Regions from separate parts of the Mus musculus genome. Here regions 1 and 3 are each linked to region 2. A link is a contact called in public HiChIP or PLAC-seq and promoter capture Hi-C data. All regions are on one chromosome and are shown on one strand. Each heading gives the region's core, a stretch centred on a gene start, on an enhancer-like site or on the middle of the called end of the contact. The rest is flanking DNA. Distances are from core to core; before and after follow the strand shown. Region 1 holds the start of Npy5r (neuropeptide Y receptor Y5). Region 2 holds the start of Psd3 (pleckstrin and Sec7 domain containing 3). Region 3 has its middle 26 kb from the start of Gm33103.

Region 1 (4,312 bases), core at 928-3,427, 1.3 Mb before region 2:
ACCACCAAATTATAGACACTTCAATATGTGTGGGAGGACACATCAATTGCTTTCTTTAAAACGGCCTCCTTACAGTTACAGGACGGTTTAACCACTAGGAAGCAGTTTTGCCCAACAAGATAGATATAAATCATCTGGTTTCCAGTTGAAAATGTGAAGTAGAGGAGCCACTGGAAATCAAAATAAGGAGATAAACAACAAAGCAAAAGATTGCCCTGCTTACATTTGCCCCTTCACTTTTTCCTCTTTTTGAAACAAGCAAATGAGTCACAGAACCCTCAGTCTACGCAGTGATCTGCTTCCCATCACTGCAATAACCAACTCCCACGAGTTTGATACAGCACAAATACTTCATAGACGATGAAAACAATGCCATAAGAGACTGTTAATTCACCCTAGATAACTTTCGAAGGTGTGAAGGAGGGGGTGCTTTGACAATTACATAAAGGAATATTGATTATTGCAGAATGTTGCAAGCCACATGAGTTCTTCATTTCTACCCTCTTCTCTTTCTTACATGGCAACCTTTCTCACGGTCACAAGTTCCACCTGGCATGCTGGAATGTTCCCAAGGAACACTGTGTGTGTGTGTGTGTGTGTGTGTGTGTGTGTGTGTGTGTGTGTGTGTGTGTGTACTGTGTGTGTGTGTGTGTACTGTGTGTGTGTGTGTGTGTGTACTGTGTGTGTGTGTGTACTGTGTGTGTGTGTACTGTGTGTGTGTGTGTGTACTGTGTGTGTGTGTGCTCGTGCGCATGCGCGCGCGTTCATTGTGAGGATTTCCTGTAATTTTCTTATAAATTGGTCTGTATGGAACGCCAAGACAAGTGAAGTCTGAATAAACTTTAAAGCTTTTGAGAGCGGAGCTGAGTTAAGTTCTTTCTTTGACTAAGGGGAGAAAGGACAGTGAGCCAAGCTTAGAGAGAGACGGGTCTTTGCACTTAAATAAGGTTTCACTCTTAGGTTAATTCCCTGCTTAATAAAAATATGTATCATTCTCGCAAAAGATGCCAACCATGCAGAAGAATCGGATACATGTAGTTCTGCCTGTTTGCTGTGGCTTTGCAGCGATGGCACAATTCCATGACTCCACGTAGTGTGTGTTGTTCTGCAAGGCAAAATTCTGCAAAAGATGGCCCTGGACAAATAAGCACAGTACTCTTCAGCTACCGAGCATGCAGTACCCACCACCCTTCTCCTTATTCTAGATTCTTAACAGCAGGTCTCTCTCTCTCCTCTCTCTCTCTCTCTCTCTCTCTCTCTCTCTCTCTCTCTCTCTCTCTCTCTCTCTCTCTCTCTCTCTCTCCCTCCCTCTTCTTGAGACATCTGGAATTTGAAATGCACCCAGTCTTGGGCACAAGCTTACATCAAACCTTCATTTTCTTTTTCTTTTTCTTCTTTTGGCTTCCATCTAACAGTATGTTCTTTGAATAGCTGTACTATAGGTCTGTAAACTTACAGATAAGAATTCCTTTTTACCCCCTTGGAACTCAGGTGTGTGGATGGCTATTTCCTGCTAGCAGTTGACTTACAAGCCACCTTGCAAACCCAAGTGCACAGCTGTCTCCCTGTGTGTGGCCAGCTGTGGGACATGAAGGCAGCTGAATCGCCGCATCCTGGACATAGCCAGAGCTCAGCTAGGGCTGACAACCTGAGTGGGCACCCCGTGGGTTGTGGTTCCCTTACCTCAGACGCCCACCGAGCTGTACCCCGCGTTCCCCTAAGCCAAAGCGGGGACTGAGCTTCGTCCATCCCTCCTTCCCATACTAGGGACCCTCCCGGGACAATCTGATAGGGTCTGGCAAGAACCTGCTCCTCTGTGAGTTTGGCACCAGAGGGACCTGCCAGACTAGGAAGGATTCAACTGCAACCGTTTCCCCCGCTCTCCCTTCCCGCCGCCTGACAACTGCGGTTTCTCCACCTCCATCCCCTTTCTCAATCAGGCTGCCTCCCGGTCCGCAACCCACCCTCTTGGAAACCACAAGATGCTCCAGAACCCAGGATAGGGACGTGGGCTTCTCGTAGGGGCAGGCGAGGCCTGGAGTGGGTACCTCGGGATGCCCTGGCCGCTGCGGGTGCCTGGACTCCGGGGTACGCGGCTGAGTGCGGTCGCTTCTGCTTGAGATGGAAGCGGTGGCAGCAGGAGCAGGACCTGGAGGCGGCGGTGGGAAGGAGGGGCCCCGGAGCCGCCAGGGTTTTAGAAGAGCCTCGGGAACACGTGACAGTCCCTGAGACCCCGGACACCCGGCTCAAGATCGCCTGTTCCTGGCCTCCATAGTCCAATTTAGGTACATCCCGGTGCCCGTGTGTCTGTTTGGAGGCCCCGGGCAGCCGCTCTAGGGCTACAGGATGCATCCCCACTACCCTGTTCTCTAGTTGCAGGAGTTAACTTAGGGGTCCCACGGATGGTTGTCTTTCCTATCCTCAACCCCATAGTGGCTTCTATGAGAGTAGGCGTTTTTTTCCGATAGCTTTTGTGAGAAAAACCTTCAAGGTCCATGTTTTCTTTATGAGAGGGGGGAAAATATCACAAAATCCCAAACAGAACATCTTCTTGCCTTTCTAACATAAAGAAGTCTGGGTGAGAAATTGACCTAAACCTGCAGGGAACAGGCTGTGATGAAGCGTGCAAAATAGACAATAGGATCAACTCCTACTCTAAGGGGTAGTAGTGTGTGGGTGTGAGCGAGGGACATGGAGCAGAGGGAGCTGGGAAGTGGGGGTGAAATGGAGTCAGCCCTTCTTGGAAGCTTTCCGTATCAAAACGCGTGAGTGTGTATGGGAGGGGGCAGGGGGCAGCGGTGTTTTGTCATCTTTCAAAAACATAAAGACAACCTAAGGAAATGAACAAATAGAAACAAATAAAACCCTGTCCTGTTGCACCAAAGCTTGATTTTCATTTTTAAGATTGACAGATCTGTATCCTTTTGTGCAAGATTGTCACAGTATTTGGCCAATCCTCGGTTGGCCTGCCATAACAACAGTGTATTTCCTACACCATCACGATTACAGTGCTTAGCATTGCCTGAACTGTAACCCCAAGGCACTGTGTCGACTGAAGAGGACTTTGGTCCCTTGACTTTTATCCCATGCCCCTGGGGCAGCACTTGCTGTGTCTCAAAGGTCAGAAGATATTTGCCTGTTTCTGCTAATTTAGCAGTCAGTACTCAAGGAAACTGTAGTGTATGCCGTTCCCTCAGCCCAAGGAATCCAAGAACTTCAAAAGGGCTTCAAGAAAATATCATCTGATTCTACTGGGCTTCATTTCAGAATCACTATATTTGTCCCAATATTTGAACACAGAAGGTACCTGTGCAGGGTCCTGGGATCCTGCAGTGAGGGAAGAGAGGAGACTGGCTTTTAATAAACAAAAGCTTAGCAAACAAGGGATTGGTCCTAGGCTTTCTTTTTTTGGTTTGGTTTGGTTTGGGTTTTTCAAGACAGGGTTTCTCTGCATAGCCCTAGCTGTCCTGGAACTCACTTTGTAGACCAGGCTGGCCTCAAACTCAGAAATCCTCTTGCCTCTGCCTCCCAAGTGCTGGGATTAAAGGTGTGCACCACCACACCTGGCCCATCTTAGGCTTTCTTAATGTCAGCTATTGTGCAGTTCACACACTATATGTTGCCAGGTGGGTATTTATTCTCCTGTCCCTTGCAGTCTGACACACACCCTTCCAAATGCACAGTGAGTTTTCAAACAGCTTCTTAGAGACACCCGTGGTGGATGTCTTCCCAAAAATATAGCTGTGCTACATACTCTTGTCTATCCCATGTCAAAAATACAAGTTTTTTCCTTTTCCACACATTTGCTCTTAGCGCTATGTTGAAAAGAATGGCTCATATGGCACTGAGATGATTCTGAACTTGCCTGTTTTCATTTCCTCCCTAAACACACAAGCCCCAAAAGGAAAGGTCAGCGGTAAAGTGCTTGCCTCACAAGTGTGACAACCGAGGTTGCAACTTCAGCAGCCATGTTAAAGCTGTGTGTGGCACTTCACCCACAAGAACACAAGACCCTGGTGATTTGCTGGTCAGAAGGAAAAGCTAAAACAGCGGGCTCCTCGTTCAATGACAGATCCTGTATCAAACGCTAAGGTGGAGATTGGCCACCTCTGGTGTTTACACATATATGTGCAAGTAAGCATGCACATGTATACACCTTACACAATACACACAGGAGTGCACACACATGCACACACACTCACTAAAAAGCAAGGGTCAAGAATTCTTGTCTAAAAAAATCTATTATACAATTTTAAGGATATGTGGAAGAGCCAAATTATTAAGCATTGTTTGGAAGAGTATGTAGAGTTGG
Region 2 (4,327 bases), core at 33-2,532:
TCGTCCTGCAGACTGACACGAACAATTCCAAGCACATCAACATTGACCGGTCAACAGAACGTTGAAACTTGGTTTCTCTAGAGAGAGAAATAAATCTTAAAATACTATAAAATGTTTTTGACAGATAGGAAAGACACACTGAGAAATAAGAAGACAGTTGCTATAAACTTCCTGGAAAGGCTGTGATGACTTCAGCGTCAACTCCAATGAGAATATCCTGAAGTCACCCCCACCCCCTCCAGGCTACTTCAGTTCCTGGCTGTGCTTCGGACAAAAGCAGCTTGGGTTCTTTAAGAGAAACTCCTCCCCATCCCATCCAACACTAAACTAAGGAATAGCCTGTTTCCTTCTTTCTGCCTAAATCATGCAGCACAGAAAGGGTGCTTGTTTCTATAGGATGATAGAATGCCCTGTTCCTGGGAAACCTGCTTGGGGACGGGGAATGAAAGGAAGTAAAATTATAGGTAAGCATGATACTCTACTCTCCACTTACATTTTTTTTTAAAAATTAGAACATTCAGCATCAGACACTAAAACAAATATTAAAAGCTAAAGCCAAGTGAGGTACTGGGCAAAGGCGTTCAGAGGCCCCCGTTGCATCTTTCCGTTTTCTGGGCAATTAAAGAGTGCTTGGCAGGGATGCCCCAGAATGAATGCAGTCTGCTCTTTTCTATGGCAGGATTCAGCAGAACTTGGGCTAGCCCCCAGAAGTCTCCTACTGGGATGGCCGAAAGACAACACAAGCAGTCAATAATACAGACGGAAAATGTCACAGCAGCATTGCACAAGAGATAGATAATATATATTTGCCTGCATAGACCTACAAATAGAGGTTACTCACAGAGATTACTGTAGCTCCAGCAGTTACCCATTGATCATAGAAAATGCCCAGTTCATCAGTTTAACGCTTGAGAAAAGTTAACGAGAAAAGAAGCAAGCTAATGCAAAATGTGCTGTTCTAGTCAACTGGAAGCAAATTAGTTTCAAATTTCCTGGAGGCCCCTCTTGCCCTGCACTGCACACGGTGATGTAAATGGAAGCACTTTGAGCACTTGGAACCAGAGCTGAGCCGAGCCCAGGAACTGCCGCCTCAGCCCCTCACAAAGGCAGAGCAGCCCGCTCTCCTGCTGTGCTCAGCCTCGGTCGCTCTCTACCTTGGTAGCTTACCGAAGACAGCCACTGTGGGGCTTTTCTATAATTGTCAAAACTACTTCCAAGGAGATAACTGAGATGTCGGGAGTTAGCTTTAATGTAACCATTCCCCCAGTGCAGCAGCAGGAAGCCGGCAGAGGCTCTGAGAGGATCGTACCATCCTGGGTGACATCAGAGGTGGGGCTGTCATCCTAGTATTATGCAGCATTTTCTCTGATGCTGGAATGACACACATGAACCGAGATGGGCCGGTTCCCTTTAAAAGCATTTAATTCTCACGCTGTTCCGACGGAAGAGGCAAATGCAAAAACACTGCCCAAAAGCTGCTTCCATGTCAATCCAGAGCTGACAGTCTTTATCTCACTTGTAAGTGCTGCTGCCACACAGTCATTTTACTAATGATTACATTACTGTTCCTGTGACAAATTAATATTTCACAGTAATTGATAGTAATTGGAAACGTCCCATGAAAAGATTCAAAGATGTTGTGATCCAGTTTTAAAAGCAATGGGATAAACTTTCACATCACCTACAGTACTTTGGATGCATGCAATACTTTTCAAGCAATCTCAGTAAAAGCACTCCTTTTGTAAATAATAATATAAAATTAATACATAGTTAGTAACATAACACTGACTCTTGGACTTGATATAAATATTAAAAATAAATCTTGGGTGGAGAGTGTCCATTTGTGCTACAGCGCCTACCTAACCCTGAGTTTGATTCCCCAACACTGGAAAAAATAAAAAGTAAGTAACTCATCTTCAGTATCATTAATATTGCAATCAGCATGAGAAACACAGACACTTCAAAAAACTTTCCTATTTCATACACTCAGTAACCAGCAACCAAGAGCCAGAAAATGTGCTCACTTTAATTTATAAAAAATATTAATTTATAAATTTTATTTTAATTTATAAAAAATGAATGGCCACTTTTATAAATAATATAATTAGGTTAGAAAATGTGTAGTAATATGCTAGACACTGCACTAAGAAGTTTCATTTTGTGAATCCTTCTATCCCCCAGAAGTCTCTACAATAGCTACTATTATGAACCCATTTTATTGATGAGACTACTAAAATACAAAAGAGGTGTGAGTCTTGTCAGATCAGATGAGTAAAAGAGGCACCACTGGAAGGGACTCAAACTCAGACACTACGGCTCGAAAGCTCAGCCTCTGTACCACCAAGCTACACTTCCCACAAGTCTGCATGCCAAGAAAGAATTCTGAAAGAAATGTTCAGGGTTTGAAACTACAACAAACCAAGTAGGCCCATCTCTCAAGAAGACCAATTCATACGCAGGGGACAAAGATCAGATGGTGTATCTAGGGACAGCAGACTTGGTGACAGAAATGAAGCTGAGAAGTCCAGCTTGACAGCTGGCAGCTTGTCTTACTTGGGGAAAGGCTTAAAATCTCCCAGCTTTAGTTTATTAACCTCCAAGCTGTGGATGTTTAGCTTCTTGATTAGTAAACGCTGTGGTGAAGGCACAGGATCCGGACTTGTAATCTAGACTCCGTTACCTTCCAATTGTGTCACTTTAAGGTTATTTAACGTTTCTAGTCAGCTTCTTCATTCAAAACCACACAAATAATAATAGGGTTACACTAAGGATTAAATAAACTACAAATACAAATAAACCACTCAGATAGTAAATAATGATAAAAGCTCAAAAGTAATTATTGTAACTCTTATTATCAACAACTACCATTGCTTGGTGTAGAGACAGGGTCTCAAATACCCCAGGATGGCCATAACTGCTGATCTTCCTGCCTCAGTCTTCTGAATGCTGAGTTTATAGGCATATGCCACCAGCTTATTTTAAACTAAGCTGCCCGGTTCTTCTTTTTCCAAAACTCTAAGCAAAGCTGCTAGGATTGGGCAGAGGGATGAGTAGAAAGGAAGAGAGGACAATTTCTGTTGGCTTCATCCACATGTTAACCAATCCACAAATCACGGGTTTCCAAAAGATGCAATCTAATATTGATGGCAGCCTTCCGAGAGTCCTTACGATGGAAAGCATAGGACAGACACCCTTGGCTCTCTGCTTTCTTAAGCATGGGCTGCAGAAGAGGAGTCAGGAATGAAACAGCCTGAATGGTAAGCATTCCAAACAGCTGGGGAGACAAAATAAGAACCCTATACCCCACGAAGACTCTCACAACCCTAGTAACTTCTGTAATAAAGAGAAAAACCTCTTGAGTTCTTTCGCCTCAGTTTCAGTCACTGGTTACGTCCCAGTACCTTCCTTCTGTTAGAAATCTCCCAGGATCCATCTTTTCTGAAGCAACTACAGAACAGATGAAAATGTAGCTCTGAGAACTTTAGGTCCTTCTTGTACGACTGCTACTGCATTTGACTTTATAAAGTCAACAGAGCACAGCTCGTCTGCACTTGCCTCGTTTCCTCTCCTGGTTCTACTATCAGAGTCTAACCTTGTTCTACACCTCAGATGTCTGCTCTAGCAGGTTTACAGGTACTTTTGAATTTACTAATGATTGGCAGACTTCCTTTATCCTACAACATAATCTCTTTAGATCCAGTCTTCCCACTCAATAGAAGAGTGAGGTAGACTGAAGCTAAGGAAAGAGGTCTGGTGCGGACACCTAAGGCCATCAATGTGGAACCATAATTATGGCTAGTGGTATCAATGTTGAGACTTACTGTAATGCCATTTCATGATTATAAAGACAGTTTCACAGAATATCTGTCAGTTTTCATCTTAAACCAACTTTATGAGAAAAGTGCATCACTTTTCCCCAGTTACTGTTTTAATTATACTGAGAAACTAACAGTAAAATTTTATTCCAAGCCTGGTATAGTTCCAGAACTCAGGAGACTAGGAGAACATTATTAATTTGAGGGCAGTATAGGAAACATTGTGAGTTCAGGAGAAACTTCATCTATGTAACAAGATTTTGTCTCAAAAAGAAAAAAAAAATCAGTGAATACAAAGGACTATAAAAATGAGACACAACGGCTTACCCAAATCATTTCATCAAAGTAATGAGGCAAAGGCACCTGAGATAATTAAACACAATGAGGATATAAATATAACTGTCGCTATAGGATTATATAAATGTAAGTAAAGCGTAAGTGGAAGCAGTTCTGCACAGCCCAGACCATTTCCACCACCCCTAGAAGGGGCCTGAGTCTCCTGTGAGTCTCAG
Region 3 (4,428 bases), core at 388-2,887, 1.1 Mb after region 2:
CTCAGAGTAGGAAGCAGAAAGAGTGTAAGAGCCAGAAAGGATGGAGGACACCAAGAAAACAAGGCCCTCTAAATCAACAGGACCTTCACACATGAACTCACAGAGACTAAAGCCACAGCCACCGTGTACCAGCTCTTTCATCCAGCTGAGAAGAGAAGTGGATACAAGCCCCACTGGAACCCAGCAGCTGTCTCTAATTGATAACCACTTTGCAAATAAAAATAAAATTTGTTTCCTCGGAGGGAGTCTCACTGGGGAAACAAACCTCTCTTAAGGGTAGGCCCCATGGCCAGCAGTAGACGGCCGACACAAAACAACTCAGAAGCATCTTTGGAGGCTTCTTGTCTCGTAATGTCCTGATTAGGGCTTTTCCTCTTCTTCTTCTTCTTTTTTTTTTTTTAATTTTATCTTGTTTTTTATTTTTATTTTATTTTGTCTCCCCAACCCAGGTCCTTCGCATATATACTAGGTTTCCAGTTTATTGTTTTTGTTTTTTTTTTCTTATTGTTTTTGGTTTTTGAGGCAGTGTTTCTGTGTAGCCCTGGCTGTCCTGCAGCTCATATAGATTAGCTGGCTTCAAACTCAGAGATCTGCTTTACTCTGCCTCCTGTGTGCTGGGATTAAAAGTGTGTGCCACCACATCTGGCCAGTTTACTGGTTTTATGAGATTCTGAGTATGCAAATAACAAGTGGATCTATTTCTTATGCTTTTAATTTTTTTTGTGTGTGTGAAGAGCTCTTTTCTTCTGTTTTGTGTTTTGTCCTATTCCAATGTTAGCTTTGGTTTTATCTTATTATATTTTTTTACTATCCCTTAAAGGTCCCTTTGTTTTCTAATAAACAACAGAAATGGAATAGATCCAGCTGGGAAAGGAAGTGGGAAGGGCTGAGGAGGAGGAAGAAGAGGAAGAAGAGGAGGAGAGGAGGAGGAAGAAGAAGAGGAGGAGGAGGAGGAGAGAAAACTTTTATCAGGACACATTATGTGAGAAGATAATCTATTTTAAATAAAAAGGAAATGCCAAAATTAATTAATTAATTAATTAATTAATTAATTAATTAAAAACAAAAAATAAAAGTATATAATTCTCTGATTTTTCTTAAGCTTTCATCCTCTTTACATACATGCATGTGTGTATATGTCTGTATTTATTTTTCTATTGCTACTAGAACAAATCCTACAAACTCAGTGGCTTAAAACAATACATCTTTTTCAAAACTCTTACTGTTCTGTAGAATAGAAATCCAAAATAAATGTCGCTGGGCTAAAATCCACGAGATGGCAGGAGGCACTCTTCTGCAGGATCAGAGTTCTGAAGAATCTGTGTCTGCGCTTTTCCCAGCTATCTGAGACCCCCATGTTCTCACAGCCCCTTCCACCTTCAGAATCCTTCTGACCCTTCTCTGGCCACACTTCACACTCGCACATTGGCTGGGACAGGTTCCCTTCCCTTAAAGATTCCATTTCTTAGATACAATCTGTCTCCTTCTCTCCCCCGCCCCCAACCCAACCCCAGAATCTGAAGACATATAATCACACCTGTAAATTTCCATGTTGTTGAGGCTCAGGCAAAGATACCCTGGGATGGTGCTTTGATCCACTATCAGGCCTGAGAAGTTGCTCAGAATGCAGGTTCCTCTGACCTTGTCTGCTTTCTCTCCTGAGCACAGGAACAGGCTCACTCTGGAACTCACTTATCTGACCAAAGGGAGAAGTGCAATTGTCTTAAAAACCTCTCCCTAAGCATCCCATCAAATAACCAGGGAAGATTAACTACTGGGGACAGAGACTAGCCATCTCCACACCTCCTGCCCAGACAGCTTTTCCAGTTTTTCCTCTCTAGCACATGGATGAACTCCAGCGCTGAGCTGCACCTCCAGCCTCCCCACCCCCTTGCCTTTTCATCTATTCTTCTGAGGACAACTCCTGGAGATTGCTCAAGAGCCTTTATCTACCCACCCCGCCAACCTTTGTTCCTCTCGCACATTCCTTTCCCTACCTCTCCCACTGCTTGCTGACAACACCCTCCCCTCCCGAGGATTCCAAGCTTCTCCCTATCCGAGTCTCCTTTCTTCTCTACAGCTGGAGAATTATGAAAGACTTGACCATCAGATCCTTTAGAGGAGACTAATCCTTTGTTCTGGTTTTGCCCAGTCATACACTCCCTCCTCTGCTCCTTGCAGCAACACGGGACAGCCAGAGTAAGTTTGTTACTAAGACACATAAAGGCTTTTCCATGGCAGACACCATCCAGATTAAGTCTGGACTCTAGGCTTCTGTCCATTGTATATATCTTGGTTATCTCCTAAAGGAATGTGCCAGAAACAATCTACCAATGTCTACCAAACATTACTCAAAAGCAGACAGCATTAACAAGGATAACTGGCTTAAAAGAGAAGGTGCTCAGACTTGGGAGCCAAGTTGGTCTGAGTTCAATAAGGCTCTGCTATTTGTTGTACGAGAAGTGACTATCTGAAATCAAGCTGATCATTTTACATCTGACTCAGTTTTTCATCTGCACAATGGTACCATCATGCCAAATCCAGCAGGATGAAGTGAGAGGCCCTTTAAGAGTACCACATATCATGAAGTTCTAACTGAAAAGGAATCTTAGTTGAGAAATGGATGAAAGTCAATATTTCTTTGAAAGTCAACACAATTAATTAATGGGGACAGAACGCAGAGGTTTGTAGGAGTGGGTGAGTCACCGGGAAGAAGTGTGAGGAGACTGTTGTCTTTGAAGGCTTACAAGTGTATGCTTTCTTTATCAGAAAAGTATATATATATATATATAAAACAAATTTATCAGTACTCACTCAAAACTTACACATGTTGGATGTGTTACACTCCAATTATTTAAAAAAAAATTGAAGAGGAGAGAAGCAAAGGAGAAAAGAGTATTTTCCCAAAAAACACTTGGGAAGCTGGGAAGCTGGGTGGGTGAGGAAATCTTAGCTCGGGAGACAAGACAATGATCTCAGCTCTCTAACCCTGCCCACCACACCCTTCTAAGTGTCCTTGTACCACTTGTGGGTTTTGGAGCCTAAGGAAGAGGGAGAGAGCCTCATGCAGAAACTAGGACAACTTTTCTGCTGGCACAGATATGAGCATGCAGAGTAAAAGCAGATGAGCTCATGAAAGGGAAAGTTGGTGGAGAGAAAAGAGAGCCCCTTAAGAAAACAGAGAGGCCGGGCGGTGGTGGCGCACGCCTTTAATCCCAGCACTCGGGAGGCAGAGGCAGGCGGATTTCTGAGTTCGAGGCTAGTCTGGTCTACAGAGTGAGTTCCAGGACAGCCAGGGCTATACAGAGAAACCCTGTCTCGAAAAACCAAAAAAAAAAAAAAAAAAAAAAAAAAAAAAAAAAAAAAAAAAAAAAGAAAAGAAAACAAAGAGATTCCTGAAAGCATTCTTGAGAAACAAAATCTGGAGAAACAATGAAATCAGATTCCATGCCTCCAGTTCAGCAGTGAGCAATAAGCATGCAGATTAGTATTATTACTTTAGAAAGTCATAATAAAACTATATCTGGAAGTTGAAGAGCAGAGAAGAGGCCAGCAAAGATATTCCGTATCTATCTACCATTAAAGAGAGACAGTAGATTATATAAAATTGTTGTCAAGAAAAAAACTGGGCAATTTCTACAATATAATAGCTTTTCTGTAATATAATAACAGTAGTAGATAAGAATGTGAACATAGAGGATAGGATCCATAAGCCAGAAATAGTGGCTCAAACACTTGAGAGATTTAAAAACAATTTGCTTATGTACATGTGTGTGCATCTTTGTATACTAGAGGTAGCATGGAGGTGTCCACGGGGGTCAGAAGCAGGTGCTTGATCCCTTGGAATTTAAGTTATAGGGAGTGGTGAGCTGCCCAGGGTAGGTACTGGGAGCTGAACTTGGATCCTTTGGGAGAGCAGCAAGCACTCTTTAAATGCTGACTGATTTCCAGCCCCAAACTGGTCAAGTTTACTATGTGCCTACTGGTAGAATGATGCCACAGTAACTAACTGCTCTTTGGTTGGATGCTAGGCCTGCTCCACAAGACAGATTTCATATATGTTATCCATACGTATTCACATGTGTTATTCATGCCTAGTATTGTCCACCCAGTCAAAAAGCCCATGACTGAAAAGGTCTCAGACCCCAACTGAGAACCTACTACTACTGTATTGTTAAATTGACTTAATCAAAGGAAACTTCTTTTTGTAGTAAGTAGAGGTGAACATGGAGACCCATGAGTTCACAAGATGCTAAGAATAATAGGCTGTTGAGTTCTCAGCCCTAAACTATGCATCTACATCACTTCCTTAAGGCTTAGAATCATCTTGGAAGAGGGGCAGAAAGAATGTAAGATCTGAAACAGAGAGAAGAGCTGTGACATGCCATCTTCTAAGCACAACATGAGCGTAGCAACCACGAACTCACA

Evidence for each region. Promoter capture Hi-C pulls out the DNA fragments that hold promoters and counts their contacts. HiChIP or PLAC-seq counts read pairs in DNA pulled down with a chosen protein or histone mark.
Region 1: a contact with region 2 is called in a promoter capture Hi-C map of hippocampal neurons, with 2.3 times the contacts expected there. The contact joins the promoter of Npy5r here to the promoter of Psd3 in region 2.
Region 3: an H3K27ac HiChIP or PLAC-seq map of embryonic stem cells shows a contact between it and region 2, with 6 times the contacts expected there. The contact joins the enhancer-like site here to the promoter of Psd3 in region 2. A contact is called at or near these places in 1 of 39 promoter capture datasets (embryonic stem cells), 5 of 15 datasets of contacts at CTCF or cohesin (the NIH/3T3 cell line, embryonic stem cells, large pre-B cells and 1 more), 95 of 484 Hi-C or Micro-C datasets (3T3-L1-derived adipocytes, the AtT-20 cell line, B cells and 56 more), 13 of 115 datasets of contacts at active chromatin or transcription factors (astrocytes, bone marrow-derived dendritic cells, differentiating embryonic stem cells and 6 more) and 1 of 9 other capture datasets (embryonic stem cells).

Annotation. Positions count from the first base shown.
Region 1 is chr8:66,685,917-66,690,228 of GRCm38.p6, forward strand. It overlaps Npy5r (neuropeptide Y receptor Y5), which reads right to left and starts at 2,178. Exons shown (of 2, transcript NM_001358958.1): 1 at 1,965-2,178.
Region 2 is chr8:67,973,292-67,977,618 of GRCm38.p6, forward strand. It overlaps Psd3 (pleckstrin and Sec7 domain containing 3), which reads right to left and starts at 1,283. Exons shown (of 16, transcript NM_177698.4): 1 at 842-1,283. The coding sequence starts at 872. All of the region lies in intron 3 of Gm15991 (a long non-coding RNA gene), which reads left to right.
Region 3 is chr8:69,025,969-69,030,396 of GRCm38.p6, forward strand. No RefSeq gene overlaps it. Among named protein-coding and RNA genes, the nearest start is that of Gm33103, 26 kb to the left of the region's middle. Within about 2 kb of position 1,638, at least 43 of the 459 cell types and tissues checked have an H3K27ac peak or open chromatin away from gene starts, as enhancers often do. A contact at or near this core is called in Sertoli cells, differentiating embryonic stem cells, embryonic stem cells and 3 more, where this site is marked.